Regions from separate parts of the Drosophila melanogaster genome. Here region 2 is linked to region 1. The links are chromatin contacts, called in public HiChIP or PLAC-seq maps. All regions are on one chromosome and are shown on one strand. The core of a region is the stretch at or near the end of the contact, and the rest is flanking DNA. Distances in the headings are between cores, read along the strand shown.

What was found. HiChIP or PLAC-seq counts read pairs in DNA pulled down with a chosen protein or histone mark.
Region 2: an H3K27ac HiChIP or PLAC-seq map of the Kc167 cell line shows a contact between it and region 1, with 3 times the contacts expected there. The contact joins the promoter of Unc-76 here to the promoter of Atf3 in region 1.

The regions. Positions count from the first base shown.
Region 1 is chrX:1,273,897-1,279,792 of dm6, reverse strand. Atf3 (Activating transcription factor 3) reads left to right here and starts at 4,509. Exons shown (of 5, transcript NM_138988.4): 1 at 4,509-5,367.
Region 2 is chrX:2,077,884-2,083,618 of dm6, reverse strand. It overlaps Unc-76 (Uncoordinated 76), which reads right to left and starts at 3,009. Exons shown (of 5, transcript NM_001272243.1): 1 at 1,960-3,009. The coding sequence starts at 2,513. It overlaps CG16903, which reads left to right and starts at 3,214. Exons shown (of 3, transcript NM_130624.3): 1 at 3,214-3,904; 2 at 3,975-4,787; 3 at 4,845-5,276. The coding sequence starts at 3,321. The coding sequence ends at 5,130. CG4025 reads right to left here. Exons shown (of 4, transcript NM_130623.3): 4 at 5,164-5,711. The coding sequence ends at 5,546.

The DNA.
Region 1 (5,896 bases), core at 3,260-5,759:
ATGTACCGAGAGGATGCACGCAGTCAACATTGTGCCACATTGTGCCAGTGCTGGCACGGCATCTTCAATGCACAGTGAATCGACGCTACTCGGGAGTAGACAAAATGTATCTATTATGATATATTCCGATTATTCCGATCTTCGCTGACATACAGCCGCTTGATTTATGTACCCGAATGGCTTGGCATTAAGATGTTACCACGTCGCACTATTCAATAAGCACAGCTTAGTGGCTCGAACTTGGGGACAGGTTGGCCATCGATCGTGTCATTTAACCCACTGCGGCAGTGGCTCCACAGGCTACGCCTCAGCGTGTTAATCTCTGTCGCACTGATCTCCGATTTTCACACTGCTCGCACCGCCGGTAATAGACGCATATGCATATGTATGTGTATGTTTCTGGTGGGGCTGGCATGCGGAAGACCAAGATTTGAATATCGAAACACAGACAGAGCCAGCAGTGTGCCCACTCAGAGGTTCCAGATCTGCTGACCGAAGAGAAGACACCCTTTCGCAAAATAGGCATTATCAAACTAATCAACGAATTAATAATGCATCCCGAAACTCAGATTGAACCATTGGTATTGCAATTCAGATTGGTCGACCCAAATATCAAGTGAATAATTTGCCGCTCTACGTCATTGAATTGATAAGAAATATTCCCTCATTGTTACTATATTTTTATTGCGTTCAAAGCTCAAATCTATATGATTTGATAAGAAATACAGCTTAGCAATCAATTATGTGAAGGTTGTCTTCCAGCTGATCCACATTTCGTGTGTGTCACTAACTCGTGCGGAGTTCAATAAAAGAAAAAAAAAACATGCACTCCACTCCATTACTGCAATGTGAATTAATTAACAATTAGACCCAATCTTATGACGAGCAATCTAATAAGAACTTTCAGCATGCAGAGTTAACTTCTTCTAAAAATATGACTACCTACGGTTGGATAGAGTAGACCGAGAAACGAAATTCAGTAGCCAGTATCGATCCAACGGAATGAACTCATAGCCACCAAAAAAAAAACCCGAGCCGTAAATCTTCGACCCCTGAAACCCTTCTCCTTGGGTGTAAACAAGTCCCGCTGTAAACAAGTGGGGGGTGACAAGCGTCGTTGGACAATCGGTGATCAGTCAGATATTTCGGCAGCTCCCAGGCCAAACCCCCTTTCAGTGGCTCATTGTTGTCTTTCCACTGTCGCCGTGTGTGTTCTGGCCAAGCTTTGGGCTTGGCATTGGACACTTACACGATAGATAAATCAACTGACTGGATGCTTAGCCATGAATTGCGCGCTATGAGCCATAAGCCGTAAGACAATGCGAGGGCTGATCGATGGCTTCTGGCCGCTGATTAAGTCCTGGCCCTGATCTTGCCTAGCTCATCCGGCATTTCCGCTTCTGGACATCCCGCCCGGCGTGCATTCATCAGATTATGAGTCGCGTACCCTAAGTTCCCCCCAGAGATCCCCCCAACCGAAATCCATCGCATCGCATCGATCGGCCGATTGATCAGTATGCAAATTTGACTTCTAATTCGCCTTTTGCGTCGCACGCTTCTCTGCCGTAGCGATATTACTTCAGTTAGTGTCTAATTATTGCCACAAAGTCATTCGCCATTGCAGTTTTTGCTTAGGTCATGAAGGGGGCGGGTCGCCAGAGACAAACTGAGAAAAGCCATAAAGTAAGTGATGGGCGTCCCGAAAAAATACGAGCCATTTTAAAGTCTACCTAGCAATCTGTCTTCCTTATCCCGTTGTATTCGGTACATGTGAAATATATGCATTATTATTATTCAACTGGTTATGAGGTTACCCCACATCCTACCACCACGAACATACATTTTGGTGATTATCTTTAGATTGACTTTGTTAGATCCCAACGAGTCCAGGGAGCAGATACGTAAATAACCCACTTGAGTGTTGGGTATCAGCAAGACGACCCAGCGACCTAGACACTCTTAATTGCTGTTAAGTTGATTTTTTATGGGTTTTGTTAGTGTGCAATGATTAATTCTATTTTGCATTTACATTTGTACATACATATATACAAATGAAGAGAGCGCACAGAAATAGTCGCTGGAAGTGATTAACCTCTGCTCTACACGAACCCCAGAAAGGGATTCACTGGACCTATCGGAGGATGTACTGGGTGTTACCCGGGTCGATTCCCCGAGAAGGCCCGTTCCTTGTTCCCTTACATAACACAATTCAGTAATTCATTAAGGCAAAGCTTTGGCTGTAAATGCGAGTGCAGCAACAACTGACAACTCAAATTGTCGTCCAGGGAGAGTTGGATGAGCGGGGAACCTAACCCCAACCCCAAGCCCGACTGCACACCCACACACGCACATGGCTGAGCTTCTCCCACTGCAGTTGCGAGGTGCGAACAGGCGCACAGCGGCCACAGAAACGTCGCTTGTAATCTTCGCTGTGCCCACTCGGTGTGGGAAAGCTACATATGCATGTATATGTATGGACGTACATACAAGTGCGGTCCACTCGGAGGCCGGTGGGTACTATGGCGCGCAAGTGACTAGCAGCAGTGTGGATGGGCTTGGTAGAAACAAATGTAAAATTTATGAATGTGTTCGCTTTTATGGAAATTTCAAGGACAAGCTATTAATGCCTAGTTTTGCTCGGTCACGAAAGAGAGTCCTATTGGATCGAACTCCACTGTGCTCCGCCAGGCACTTTCATTGGGGCAATTTTTGGCACGCTTCGGACGGCGCAGATGCTGCATCAATTTCCATATGCCACCGCACCACCGTTGCGAGCCCGAACCCCAATGCCTGCCAGTACCCCCGCAATACCAACCCGACGTCCATGTGCTCGCCCGCGCCGTTTGGCACTTTTTAATGCTCATTTTATTCCTTTATAAATTCGCTATTAGATGCCAACAGCGACGACGGCGAGATAGAACTTTTCTGTGTTGCTTCCAACACTCGTATTTTCTCAAAGCTGTTGTGGCTATTGCTATTGCTTTTGCTATTGTTGCTTTTGGCTTTATTGGAGCCCGCTGGCCAATCGGCGAGCAGGTGACGAGATCGTCGGCGAATGGGGTCCGCGTATGATGCGAGTCAGGCTCTATTTTTAGAACACACTGTACATTCAGGGGGCCGAAGGCGGACGAGTCCACACGAAGCGCCACGAAGCTTTCGCTTTTCGCCGCTCTTTCGGCGGTCGCGTGGAAACGTGAGTGGGACAAACAAAGTGAGTGAGGAACGGAACGGAATGACATGAAACATAAACACAGCCGGTTGGCAGTGCCCTCTCTCTCACCATCGGACTCTCTCTTTTCCTCTCTCTCTCTCTCTCTCGCCAGCAGCTTGAGCATTTGTTATTGTTTTCGTGTGCTATTGTAGCCGGCGTTTTTTGCCGGTGCTTAAATCTCAATCGGACATTTCCATTGCAAAGGCGATTGGATATTAAGAAATGGCCTTACACCTTCTTGCAACCCCTTCCACTTCTTCCTTTTGGCCAAGTTGAGCTAGTCACGTCTGTCTTTTGCCACCTTTTCATGCACCGTTAGCTGATAACCGATAGCCGATAACGGATAACGGTGGCTTCCTTATCACAGTCCATGAGCTGTGGACTTTTATGCAACAATTACATACGAGTATGTTAACAAATGTGTGGCTATAGGCCTCCTTAAATTTATTTCGATCGTGTAAGCCAAGCTCAGTTTTCAGATCGTGCAACTCAGTCGGTTGCGCATGCCTTCTAAGCTCCAAAGAGAGTGAGCGAAGGACTGAACATAAGCATTTTCAAGGTCACGGCGCCGCTGTCGACGTCGCTGCATTTGAAATGCTAGTGTGCATGAGTGTGCACAGCGATTCCGATTCCAAACGTTCCGCAAGTGACAGTGAAATGGGTGGCGTGGGAGGTGGTTAGTGTTTAGTGGCTGGTCGGTCACAAGATTCCCTGCTCAATGCGCCGGCTCAAAGGCAAAATGTACCATTTGATAAGTAGTCGTTGCTTCGCAAATTTCCCCACCTACCCAAATTCTTCTGCCTTCTTGGCCGAAGCTTTGTGGCTTTTGCTTTCGGCTCTGCTTCCAGACAAAAGCCGACTAGTGTAGAGCAGCCAAACACTCGCACTCGCACACATACGCGTTCAATTTTCGGATATCTACGCTACTGTTCCGTTTCCACTTCCAAAAGTCAGTTGCGTCCGATAATGAGGGGTTTTACATTTAGTACACTTGCTGTGGAATCTATGAACGCTGGGCGGATGTCGGTGTCCAATCCAAATGTATCTTGCAGATGTAAGGGATAACTCATCTTAACTGTATAATTGTTGAGTAATATTTCATCGTAGTTGCAATGTGTACATATATCAGTTTATATCGTGGCCATACCCCCTTGAGCATTCACCATGTGGATGTAACAACGCCCCTGGGCAATGTTTGTGGTGCGTTTGTTTATTTGTTTGCCGCAGCCCGTTGCCAATCGTTCCGCCGGTCCGTCGGGCCGTCAAAACGGCGCGTCGGTCGGTTGGCAGTGCTTCGCGTCAACCGGACTCGAACGCAACGCCGCCACAGCGAGCCGACGCTCCACCAACCCACCCTTTTCCGCTCCACCCCGTTTCACAGGCACAGCCACATCCACATCCACTGACACTGGCACTGCCGTTCTTATTAGATTTTATGGCGGCTCCGACTTAGAACACAAACAACAAGCACAAGCACAGCACATCGACGGTCGGTCGGTCGGCCGCGCCTTTGGCCGTTTCAGTTGCCATCCGTTTCTTCGTTCTCGCGCCGTTAGAATCGCACTGTGGCGCAGTCGCTCCTCTGCCGACGTCGCTGCCGCTGGCTGACTTATTGGCTTTAAGCGAATTTGAACGTCGCTCGAACTTTTATTCAACGTGTTGGATTCATCGTGTGAGCAACTCTGAATCGCTACAAATGCGCAGCGGAAACTAAAAACTGAAATACACAAACCAAAAACACAAATCGAAAATACAAAATCCCCCTTAAAAATACAAACTAAGCCCCCCAAAAAAAATCCGCGATACGCAAGTGTTAAATGCGATATTGAAGAAAAACGTACATAGTAATACATATAATTAATATCGCCTTAAAATCTAAGAGATTTAATAATATTTTTTTGAAGTGTTGAACCCATTAAGTGCTTTAAACGACAACAACAACAACAACTACCAAAATGCCTTGCAAAAGCATCACGCTTTAGTGGTACAAAACCAAGTGTTACAAGTCCCCCCACCCTTTTCGCAAAGACCCCATTCAAAACTGATAGCAAGGGAGGCCCAAACAGGTGTCCGCCTGCCGAAAGGCCAACGAAACGCACCAGCGACAATCAGATGGGCAGAACTGCTCTTGGAGCGAGAGAGAGATTTTCCAGCAGGTGAGACACTGAACCCTAAATTATCCACCTCGACCCTGCCCCAAGTACGTGACTTTCCTCACACATTTGCGCACACTATCGCAAACTGACCGCAAGCAAACAAGGTCTTCGATCCCCCAAACGATATTGCCATCTCTCGTGACTAGAAAAGTTTCCCCGATTGAGGGAACAGTGACCAAAGGTCCCTTGCTGGTCAGGGTGGAGTTCGCGAAGACGTAACACCCATTGAAATCCCCACGAACCTGAATACATTCGTCGGGAATACTCAACTCAAGTACCCACATATCGTTTTGGATTTCGCATTTCACCGATTCATTGGCTCTATTGATAATGAAAGTAAATACGAGCGAGGTATTCGTTGCGCGTAGAATCATTCATTTCTTAATAACCACACTAAAAGACAACTCATTGATTGAACTCCGAAGATGTTAGTTTGTAATGAATGATAGATAGCACAGACATGAGTTTTTATTTCCCATTTTAGTAGACCAGATAAGGCGTGGGTAAAGTGTGAAACATATTCAATCAA
Region 2 (5,735 bases), core at 1,760-4,259, 810 kb before region 1:
GGCTTCCAGGAGACAGAGGTGGGTTCCCAGCATCTACATACGGCTTCAATAGGAATTGTAGATCAGTGACAAGAGCATATATAAACACACACAAGCAAGTGCAAGTAGTATGTGTGATTATTTATTTCGTCAGTGCAAGATATGGAATTTCAATCACTGTATCTAAATTCGTCAAAATATTTTGAACACGCATGCGGCCACACATATTGAAATACAGTGAGTACTGGCGGTACAAGCAATGATAACAAAATCTCATCCTCATTGAGCTGTCTAACAAGTACATACATATATCTAGCTATAGATTTACACAATCTTTCAAAATTCAAAACAATAGATCATAGATCATGTGTGCAGGGTGCAGCTTAGCGATTGCCCACTGTGTGTTTATTTATTTGCACAGGATGTGAGTGAGTATTCGCACTCGTAAGCACACACACACACATGGACCGCGGCACTATGGGCAGCTCGATCATTTTTCTGGCCCAAATTAATAAATCCAGAACGGGGAGAGATATTAAGATGATTTTCTTTGCATAGGGTTATACTAGCACATATCTTTTATGACTTTATGACTTTGACTTATGACTTTCTCACAAAAATATTTTAGTAAGACGACTTATATTTTTCCGGTATTAAAGGGACAACACGATTTTTTTTTGGTAGTTTGGCAGTCACAAACACATAATACAAGCCACACTGAATACAACTAATTTTGCAGAATAAAAAAAAACGCTTTGGTTTAAAAGATATTAAAATATTTATATCGATGGAAAAGCTTGTCGTTGCAGACCTTTTTTTGTGCGTGCAACAGCTGATTTCTTTGTTGTGTCGCCATCTATACTTATTTCTGTTATGCAGAACTAAACATTAGTCAATTATAAATGCATGCATTTAATATTATCTTAATCGAACGACTTTCATAAAATGGGTTTAGGCAAAAAAAAAAGGGGGTACATTTCCCATAGTGCGCTGGTGTGCACGCGATTATCAAATTTATGGCTGATGTCAGCCGAGAGGGAAAGAGAGGGAAACACATCTATACAGTATTATTGTTTTCCCTTCTCGTTGGACTTGCATTCCACGTCGGAGTCGAATCTCTGAAGCCAGCCCCTTCACCACCCTCTACTTTCGTATCCATAGCCATAGTCAAGTCCACCCGAAACCCCTTCCCGCCTCCCTGGCAAATGCTCTGTGAAGTGTTTATCTGGCGAATGGACGTAATATGATTTATTGCCCCCACTTTCTATGATTGCCGCTTCCTTGACATAAGTGGATCAGCGTTACAATGGGATAAACCACGGCGGTGGTACCACTGCCAGCGACATTGGGCGCCCAGTTGCATCCGAGGCAAAGCGCAACAGTCTTCGACAACCCACATGAAAACATCGAGCAGCGAAAACTCCTGGCACTTTTATCGATCCAACAAAAAAGCACTAGCCAACCGTCACCAACCACCCATCACCCACCCCTCGGGCGGTTCGGGCAGGATTACGTCGTTATGTGGCGCCTGGGCTGGAACAGACAGCCAGGGAGCGTAGCGGAGCGGGGTGGGATCAGGGGTCAGGGGTTACGGGGTAGCGGTCCGAGCTCGGAGCATGCGCACTCAACACCCCCAGCGTCGCAATAGACACGAAAGCAGAAAACAGCACTAAAACGCAAAACATTGCAAAATGCAGTTTACATAACTATAGGATTGGATTGTATCATGCGGCATCCTTACTACGGCACTTCCATGGACTGTTGGGGTTACATGATGTAGCTCTACCAAAAGCCACCCCCAATGTTCCCAATCTATAAGTGGTTATAGCATGACATCAGACATTTGGAAAAAAAATAACCCAATGCCTCGTTTCAAATTAAAATTTGCCAACTTTTAATCTGGTAATACGGGAAAGCAGTCTCCCATTACTTATTTACAAAAATCAAACCCTTAACTTAAAGGAATGTTGGTTTACTTACTGGCATTCGTTCATGATCTCCTCCTGGCTGCGCACCTGCACCGGAGCCAGCTCCTCGACGTTCTCTTCGTAGTTGCCGAAACACTTGGTTATCTTTTCGTCGAACGTATTGACCAGATCCTCCAGACTTCCGCCGAAGGTCTCCGTGAAGTTGTCCACATGGTCGCCGACGGCCAGGGAGCGCTTCTCCAGACCGTCCAGACCAACGCCGGCTCCCTCGCCCGGCACCAATCCCACATCGGACAGGCCGATTTCAATAAGCGACCCACCCTGGAGCGTGTTGCAATTGGGGCTAATGGAGCCAGCTCCTCCTCCCACTACTCCTCCTCCGTTCTTGCTCACGTGCGCATCGCGTACAGCATCCTCTAGGAGCCGCAGCTTGGTGGCATCCGGCTTGCCGCCGGCGGAGGAGTCCTTCAGATTCAGGTTGAGCGTGTCGTTTATGGCATTCTGACTCGAGATGAAGTCGCAGCCGCCCCACTCGTCCGTTTCCTCGAACTTTGCCAATGGAGCCTCGAATTTTAGCTCGGCCATTTTGGTGCCGAGGTCACGCATGGCACGCGCAAAAGATTCTCTCAAGGATTCGGCGGAGTCCCCTTCCGATTCCGATTCAGACTCCGATTCCGTTTGGTCTTTGGGGGCAGTCGTCGCTTGCGTGCTTCCCTTTTCTTCCCTTAGAAAACAAGTTCCTCTGACTTTTCCGGGCTGGCTGCAAAAACTTTGCAACCCCTAATTCGGCTGTTTGCTTGGGGGGTTGAGCGGGGCTTTCGGCGGGGAAAATGCCCCGGAATACGAAACACGGAACACTCGACTCCGTAAAACTGCGGTTCGGACAATTCCAATTGGATTTATTCCGCTTGCCCAGCGCTCGATTTTCTGGCTGTTTGTTTGATCCACTGATCTGCTCACGAGCACACTAAACACCAAACAAAAAAGAAATAAATCACACTTGCACTTAGACGCGGCTGATTATAATGTTTTCTTTCTACAATTTGCGTTTCTGCGACCAGCCAGCGAACCGCTTACCTTCACAACTAATTTCGACTGAGAGTGGTGTGACCATAAACGGAAGACCACCAAATACCGTTTTAGGTGATATTTAGTACATTTGTCTGTTACAAAATATGGCAACGCTGGTGTAGTCGATGCACCCACCACCCCTTATTTAGACACAAACCATATGGGATTTCTAAACGCTTGTGGTATAATTTAGGAAATTATTGACATCAATTCGGTGGCAGGGCCGACGATAACGATTTAGTATAAAAGCACGCCTGTTATCGGCTAAATTTACAAAAAAAAAGGGAAAATTAAAAAATTAAAACACTTAAATAAACGCTTTCCTGGGTTAACCGCGCACGAATGGCCACCCGTGGGGCCGGCTCGACTGTGGTCCACACGACGGTGACAGCGCTGACGGTGGAGACGATCACCAATGTCCTGACCACGGTGACTTCGTTCCATTCGAACAGCGTCAACATTTCGAACAACAACAGCAGCAGTGGAGCGGCCCCGGGGGCGGATGCAGCTGGCGGCGATGCAGGGGGCGTGGCAGCGGCTCAGGCGGACGCCAACAAGCCTATCTATCCTCGGCTCTTTAACCGCATCGTGCTGACGCTGGAGAACAGCCTCATTCCGGAGGGCAAAATCGATGTGACGCCATCCAGCCAGGATGGACTGGACCATGAGACGGAGAAGGACCTGCGCATACTGGGCTGCGAGCTTATTCAGACAGCCGGAATTTTGCTGCGCTTGCCGCAGGTTGCCATGGCCACCGGCCAGGTGCTGTTCCAGCGCTTCTTCTACTCGAAGAGCTTTGTGCGGCACAACATGGAGACTGTGGCCATGAGCTGCGTGTGCCTGGCGTCCAAGATCGAGGAGGCGCCGCGCCGCATTAGAGACGTGATCAATGTGTTCCATCACATCAAGCAAGTGCGGGCCCAAAAGTAAGTGCTTCTCCTGACAATCCAAGCATCTAACACCCAATAAACACTTATTGCTTATATTGTTCCGTAGGGAAATCTCGCCCATGGTGCTAGATCCTTACTACACGAACCTCAAGATGCAGGTGATCAAGGCCGAGCGGCGCGTCCTCAAGGAACTGGGCTTCTGTGTACACGTGAAGCATCCGCACAAGCTGATCGTGATGTATCTGCAGGTGCTTCAGTACGAGAAGCACGAGAAGCTGATGCAGCTCTCCTGGAACTTCATGAATGACTCGCTGAGGACGGACGTTTTTATGCGCTACACACCAGAGGCGATTGCATGCGCCTGCATCTACCTGAGTGCCCGCAAGCTCAACATACCTCTGCCCAACAGCCCGCCGTGGTTCGGCATTTTTCGGGTGCCCATGGCGGACATTACGGATATCTGCTACCGTGTGATGGAGCTGTACATGCGTTCCAAGCCGGTGGTGGAGAAACTGGAGGCGGCCGTGGACGAGCTGAAAAAGCGGTACATTGATGCGCGCAACAAAACGAAGGAGGCAAACACACCGCCGGCTGTAATCACCGTGGATCGGAACAATGGCTCGCACAATGCGTGGGGTGGCTTCATCCAGCGTGCTATCCCACTGCCCTTGCCATCGGAAAAGTCGCCGCAAAAGGATTCGAGGTCACGCTCGCGATCCAGGACGCGCACCCATTCGCGGACACCTCGCTCCCGATCACCCAGGTCCAGGTCGCCTAGTCGCGAGCGCACTAAGAAGACCCACCGCAGTCGATCCTCCCGCTCGCGCTCCCGTTCGCCGCCGAAGCATAAGAAAAAGTCACGTCACTACTCGAGGTCGCCCACGCGCTCCAATTCGCCGCACAGCAAGCACAGGAAGTCGTATGTACTCTAACGGTTTAGGAACTGGGTGGACTTATTAGCACTTATTCCTTTCAGGAAATCCTCGCGAGAACGCTCTGAATACTACTCCAAGAAAGATCGGTCTGGAAACCCAGGCAGTAGCAATAATCTAGGTGATGGCGACAAGTATCGCAACTCCGTCTCCAATTCCGGCAAGCACAGTCGGTACTCCTCCTCCTCGTCGCGTCGGAACAGCGGTGGTGGTGGAGACGGAAGAAGCGGAGGAGGAGGTGGTGGCGGCGGTGGAGGCAACGGGAACCACGGCAGCCGAGGGGGGCACAAGCATCGGGATGGCGATCGCTCCAGGGATCGCAAGCGCTAGTGATTGATAGACAAGCGAGACAAACACTCCCTTATATTTAATTGCTCTTTATTTTACAAATTTACAGATTATTTCTACCGATTTAGTAATGCTAATGTGTATTGAAAAAACGAACGCGGGTAAACAATAAATGTAACTCTTCAATCAAAAAGCATTCTGTCACTTCGAACTACCCGATCCCAGTCTTTGGGAAACACTTTGCACATATCACAGCAATCCGACAGAGAAAGAGCACCGGAAAGAGAGGAAAGGCAGGCGAGAGGCCGCAGTGCACATCAGCCGCTCAGCACATCGTCCTCGAGGCCCGTGCTCTTGCCACCTTAGATTGTACTTAAAATGTTGAAGGTGAAGGAACCGCTGCCTACTTCAGACGCTGATCTCTACTATCTGATCTTCTGATCTATGAAGGTAAGCTCTAGATGGTGGTCGAATAGGACATCAGGGCAATCTGGGGATGCGACAGCGACACGTCGCGGAACTCATTCGTGAAGGAGAGGATAAAGAAGCTGAAGACGGTGGCGATGACCCACTCTGAAATAGAGCTGACCACGTGGAAGTACCAGCCGCCGTCCGAGGGATACCTAAAATGACGAGTCGAGAGGTCA